Linked DNA regions of Canis lupus: region 1 is linked to region 2. A link is a contact called in public Hi-C data. All regions are on one chromosome and are shown on one strand. The core of a region is the stretch at or near the end of the contact, and the rest is flanking DNA. Distances in the headings are between cores, read along the strand shown. Region 1 has its middle 15 kb from the start of DHRS7B. Region 2 has its middle 21 kb from the start of TNFRSF13B.

Region 1 (2,700 bases), core at 195-2,694, 160 kb after region 2:
TATGTATACAACGGAATGTTACTGAGCCATTAGAAACGACAAATACCCACCATTTGCTTCAACGTGGATAGAACTGAAGGGTATTATGCTGAGTAAGTCAATTGGAGAAGGACAAACATTCTATGCTCATTCCTTCGGGGAATATAAAAAACAGTAAAAGTGAATAAAGGGGAAAGGAGAGAAAATGAGTGGGAAATATAGAGAAGGTGACAGATCATCAGACTCCTAACTCTGGGAAACGAAGAAGGGGTGGTGGAAAGGGAGGTGGGCAGGGAGTTGGGGTGACTGGGTGATGAGCACTGAGGAGGGCACTTGATGGGATGAGCACTGGGTGTAATTCTATATGTTGGCAAATCAAACTCCAATAAAAAAATATCCAAAAATAAATAGAAGGGGACCTTACCTAAAACAACGAATTCCTGCTAATGGTTTCCTGTTTTCTGCTCCCTCTCTACTTAAAAAACCCTTTCTATTCTGTAGCCCTTTGACATTCCCCTGGACTTGCTAGTTGGGATGCTGCCTAATTCATGACTCAATCATAAAGCCAATTAAATCGTTAAATCGTACTTAGCTGGGGCCTGGGATCGAGTCCCACATTAGGCTCCCTGCATGGAGCCTGCTTCTCCCTCGGCCTGTATCTCTGCCTCTCTCCCTCTCTCGCTTATGAATCAATAAGTAAAATATTAAAAAAAAAAAAAACCTAAAATGTTAAAAAAATGTACTCAGTTGAATTATTGTTATTTAGGACATCCTTCACTTTTTTTGCAGTGTAACATACACACAGTGGTGTATATATATATATATTATATATATAGGTATTATATATATATATTATATATTATATATATAATAAAGTGCACTAATCTTAAGTGCACAACGTGAAGAATGTTTACATATGTATACATCTACGCAATCATTCCCAGATCAACATGTAGACTAATTCCTGTACCACAAGGCTTTCTCATGCCCCTTTCCTCCTCGCAATCCGGGCCCCAGGAGCCACTGTTTTGGCCTCTGCCACTTCCATCGCCTGTTCCTAGACTTCATGAGATGCCACTCATATTCGTGTGTTCGTGAAAGATCACGCATCACTATGTCTGTGATACTCATCCGAATTGCCTCTAGCTGCAGCTAATTATTTTCCCTTGCTTTGTTAACAATGCCTCTATGATGATGCTCCAATATATCTGTTGATGAACGTTTGGGGTCATTTCTGCGTTTTGGCGATTACGAATAAAGCAGCCGTGCACATTTCTCTTGGCAATGCACCCAGCAGTGGAATCACTGCGTGGCAGGGTGGCGTACACCTTCACTTACTCAGTTCTGCTGCCTTTCCCGCAGGCAATCCCCGGCCTAACACCCCGGGACCACGAGCTACTTCTGAAGGCAAGGACCCCTCGGCATCACGGGGGACACTGCGCTCAGCGCCGGCTCCTCGGGACACGGGACTCGTCACGTCTCGGGTACTGACATCTCATTGGCTCTGTAGTCTGCAAGGCATGCTGGGGAATGTAGTCTTTTGTTGAAGCCTGCGTGACCTGATAAAAATCGGGGGACTTCCATGCCAATAGCGATCGAGAGGATCAATATTTATCCCTGTTACAATGACGAAAAGAGATTTTATAGGAAGGAAAGAGTAGGGATTGAGGGAACAGAAATTAACGCGTAACTTTGCAGTTCGGGATGCCAGAAAGTATCCGCAAATCAATGTCCACCTTTTTTTTTTTTTTTTTTTTTTTTTTTTTTTTTTTTTTTAATGTCCACCTTTTTTACGTTTCAGATTTAAAGTCGCTTCTAGTAAAAGCCCTAGAGACAGAGCCTGACTGGTCCAGATGTGACATAAACCCAAAGCTTGATGAGGACCTCTGGATTCAAAGTCCTACGGGTCTCTAGACTGCGGGGTAACTCACAAGCTGGTGGACTGACTCACGCATGCGCACACACTCCCGAAAGGGACGAAGACTGCAATTCCTTTGAGTGGATCTAGGAAGATAAACATTAGACCAGACCCAAATCAAAACCACCCATTTGTCTCCTACAATGCGTTTCCTAAAGCTGTCTGAGGCAATTTTAGAGTCGTTGATAACCGATTCCCTACAGAGCTAGCAGGTAGGAGGAGCTTCCTCCCCTGATGGGGTCAGAATTTGCATCTCCCCTCTTTCAATTTAAGGTGAAAAGGAGAAGAGCGAGTATCTCGTGGGAATCCAAATGTGACTTGTGATCCCCCAACAATTACCAGGAGGGCAGTATCCATTTCACAAGGAGCCAGTAACTTAGAGGAGAGAAAGTCAGAATTTACATGAATTCCAGGCAGCAAGCGTTTTCTTATCTCTCAATTAAGACGTTTGCCACCATTTGCCTACATTCAATAATAGGCTAGTTGACATTTGGACCCCATATACTCTACAACCTCAAAATAACTATACTTACTACCCAGATTCACTTTATAGATAAGTACCCCTATGACTTCAAGCATCAGTACCTAAATTTCAAGGGGGAAATTAAGTATTCATAAGCACATATTAAGGTAAGATGCTTTAAAGTTTAATATCCAGAACTTGCCTCGACAAAAGATTAATAGGGATGGGGAGAAGGAGGGATAAATAAGCAGAGCACAGAGGATTTTTAGGGCAGTGAAAATACTTTGTATGATATTATGGTGATAGATATATGTCACTGTAGTTTTGTTCAAACCCATAG
Region 2 (2,788 bases), core at 141-2,640:
AACCCTTTCCCTGCTTCCTCCTGCACCGAGGCCCTGTCAACACCTGCCAGGAGACATAGTTTACGTATCTATCTCATGTATTGTGTGCGCCTCCTAGGTGGGCATAACCTCCAAGAATGCAGCAATATTTCATCTTTTTTTTTTTTTTATCTGTGCCGTATTCCCACAACCTAGTGTGTGGTAGGGCTCAGAAAACTGGGTCGAAATTCAGCAGCCGAATGAGTAGATACAAGCTTTTAACATTCACGACAGCCCAGAGCGTAATTTGACGGCTCCCACGTGGGCCTTGCTTGCTGCCGGTGGAGTCGGTTCCATGTTTCTCTTTTTTCCTATACAAAGCACTGAGAATATGGTCACAGTCCCTTTGGGCCAGGTCCACCAGTGCCATCTCCTCCCCAGAAGGAAGCATTCTTGTCAGTGTGGCTTGGCTGTCTGCAGGCCATTTTTTTCTGTCTTACAGACGTACAGAAGCAATGCGAAGTATCCCTAGGGCTCCTTGGGGCCGGGTTTGCAATTTCCCCAAATGGAGCCATGTGGTAACCTGCCTCTCTTCCTTCATCCCTGTGGTTTTGAGAGGCCCCTGGCGGAGACATTCACGGGCCTGGCCTACTTCGTCTTCCTCCGTTTCCCTGTTGACAGGCAGGGTCAGGGCAGGAAACAGATGACCCACTCTCTCAGTGAAAGGAGTCTTCAGGAAGATCTGGGCCTGGCTATGGAAAACATCACACCCAGGCATTGTCGCCTCTGTCTGCTGCTTCGAACAGTGCCACAACAAAAGATTTGTGCCCACGTGCCAATGCTCCTCCCAAGTCCCCTGTGAGGGAACTGGCTGACTGGGCCATTGTCAGTCCCCTCAAAGCTGGTTTTCCAGAAGGTGAAAGATGACTATTCTGATCTATGACTGTATGCATCCAAAGAATTTGTTCTGAGTCACCTCCTCCTGGAGGCCCTCCATCCTCCCAAGGACTGCCTGGGGGCTTTTTTACACAGCGATGTCCCCTACAGCTTGGTCCACATGGCCCTGTTGAACAGATTGCCATTCACAGAATGACGTAGGGCAAGGGATCCCGGGTCCAGCCTCGGGCCTATTCCTAGTCAGCTTGAATTTGTCCTCGCCTCTTCCTCTGACAGGGTCAGCGACAGCTCAGTTGTAGGTTGGAGCCTCACCTTGCCAGGCCCACAGGGAGAACCGGGGGGACGGGGGGGGTGTCGGGAAGCTGGGTCTGCTCTGGGCCCTGGGGAGCGCCTGGCAGTTCTTCTCTGCAGAAAGAACAAAAGTGCCCGCCTTTCTCTCACTTCCTTTTTGGGGCCTGGGAGGGTAGGCCTGTGAGTGGCCAGCTGCTATTTATGGGCCTTGGCTGCTCTGTGTGAAACCCCAGTCCCTCCCGAGAGGAAAGAGTGGAGGAAGGAGGGGGGTGCCAGGTGACTTTGCCCTCGGTCTGCGGTGCATTGGGCCCAGGTGTGGCGGTTACAGTCTCGAGTAAAACCTGCAGGAGGTCAGGATGGTTCTGGCTTGGCAGGTTTCCTAGCAGAGAAGCCCTACGCAGGCTGTATTTATAGAAGCTCAGAATGGAGGGGGCTGCTGGTTGGAGGATGACATCCACGCTCCCTGATTTTGACAGCAGGGGACATCGAGGCCCAGGATGTTACATGCCAAGCCTGAGGTCACACACTGAGCTGGGGACATCAGCAGGACTAGAACCCAGTGTCTGGACTCCCTCTCCAGGAAGCGACAGGGTTGCATATTTGACAGAAATGAGATGAGTCTCCACGGCCACGGAGCATCTTCCCCTCCGTCCCTAGCCTCCTCAGGGTCCTGGGCCTCTGGTATTGTCTGGAGTCTGAGGCGGCTGGCTGAGGCTGACAGGTGTAGAGGGGGAAGGCATGCTTGGGAGGGGTGGAGAGAATCCTGTACACACCCCGGGGGTCTCAAAACCTGCATCCCCCCCACCTCCTACCCCCATTTATGATTCATGTTGGCCTTTTATGATCTTTCTTTTTGCACCATTGGGTTGCTCTTTGGCATTTGTTGTAACCCAGTTTCACTGGAATGAAAATAGCTGTGCTGTTCCTTCCTTCCTCCCTTCTCCCTCCCTTTCTTCTCTGCTTCCCCTCCTCCCTCTCTCCTTCTCTACTTTCATCTACTTGTTGAGCATGTAGTATGTCCTGGACACCATTCCAGACATGGTCAGGGCTGTCCTCATTGACAAGGCACGATTTAAGCAAAGATTTGTAGGAAGTGATGGGTTATCCAAGCAGCTATCTGGGCAAAGAGCATTCCAGGCACAGAAGAGCAAGTGCAAAGGCCCTGAGGCAAAACTGTGATTGACATGCATGAAGCCCAGAGAAGTCCCCTGTTTGAGGTGCTGTAGTATGGGGAGAGCACCAGACAGCTGAGAGAGAGAGAGAAAGAGAGAGAGAGAAAGGCCTAGGTTCAGTGACCTGAGTCTGTTCGAAAGATTCAGGCTGTCACTCAGAGTAAGCTGGGAGCCAGCAGAGGGCTCTGAGAGAGGAGCTCTAAGCTCCTCCTGGGCTCAACAGGTCCCACCAGTCCTGGATGGGGGTCAAACTGAGGAGGGGTGTGGACAGAAGGAGGGAGGCAGGTGAAGAGACTACCTGGCTAGTCCAAGTGAGTGATTAAGGTGGCTCAAACTAGGGGGGCGCAGGGAGGAGGTGAGAAGTGGTCATCTGAGAATCATTCTGAAGGTGTCACCTGCATGATGTGCTGGTGGGTTGGGTGGGAGTGGGGTGTGGAAGGAAAAGTAGAGGAGTCCAAGCCCACGACCCG

What was found. A called contact is a pair of places that touch in the nucleus more often than the background predicts.
Region 1: a Hi-C map of skin fibroblasts shows a contact between it and region 2, with 2.6 times the contacts expected there. The contact joins two enhancer-like sites. A contact is called at or near these places in 2 of 9 Hi-C or Micro-C datasets (blood and skin fibroblasts).

What each region holds. Positions count from the first base shown.
Region 1 is chr5:42,800,422-42,803,121 of UU_Cfam_GSD_1.0, forward strand. No RefSeq gene overlaps it. Among named protein-coding and RNA genes, the nearest start is that of DHRS7B, 15 kb to the right of the region's middle. Within about 2 kb of position 1,445, at least 15 of the 20 cell types and tissues checked have an H3K27ac peak or open chromatin away from gene starts, as enhancers often do. A contact at or near this core is called in blood, where this site is marked.
Region 2 is chr5:42,640,946-42,643,733 of UU_Cfam_GSD_1.0, forward strand. No RefSeq gene overlaps it. Among named protein-coding and RNA genes, the nearest start is that of TNFRSF13B, 21 kb to the right of the region's middle. Within about 2 kb of position 1,391, at least 4 of the 20 cell types and tissues checked have an H3K27ac peak or open chromatin away from gene starts, as enhancers often do. A contact at or near this core is called in blood, where this site is marked.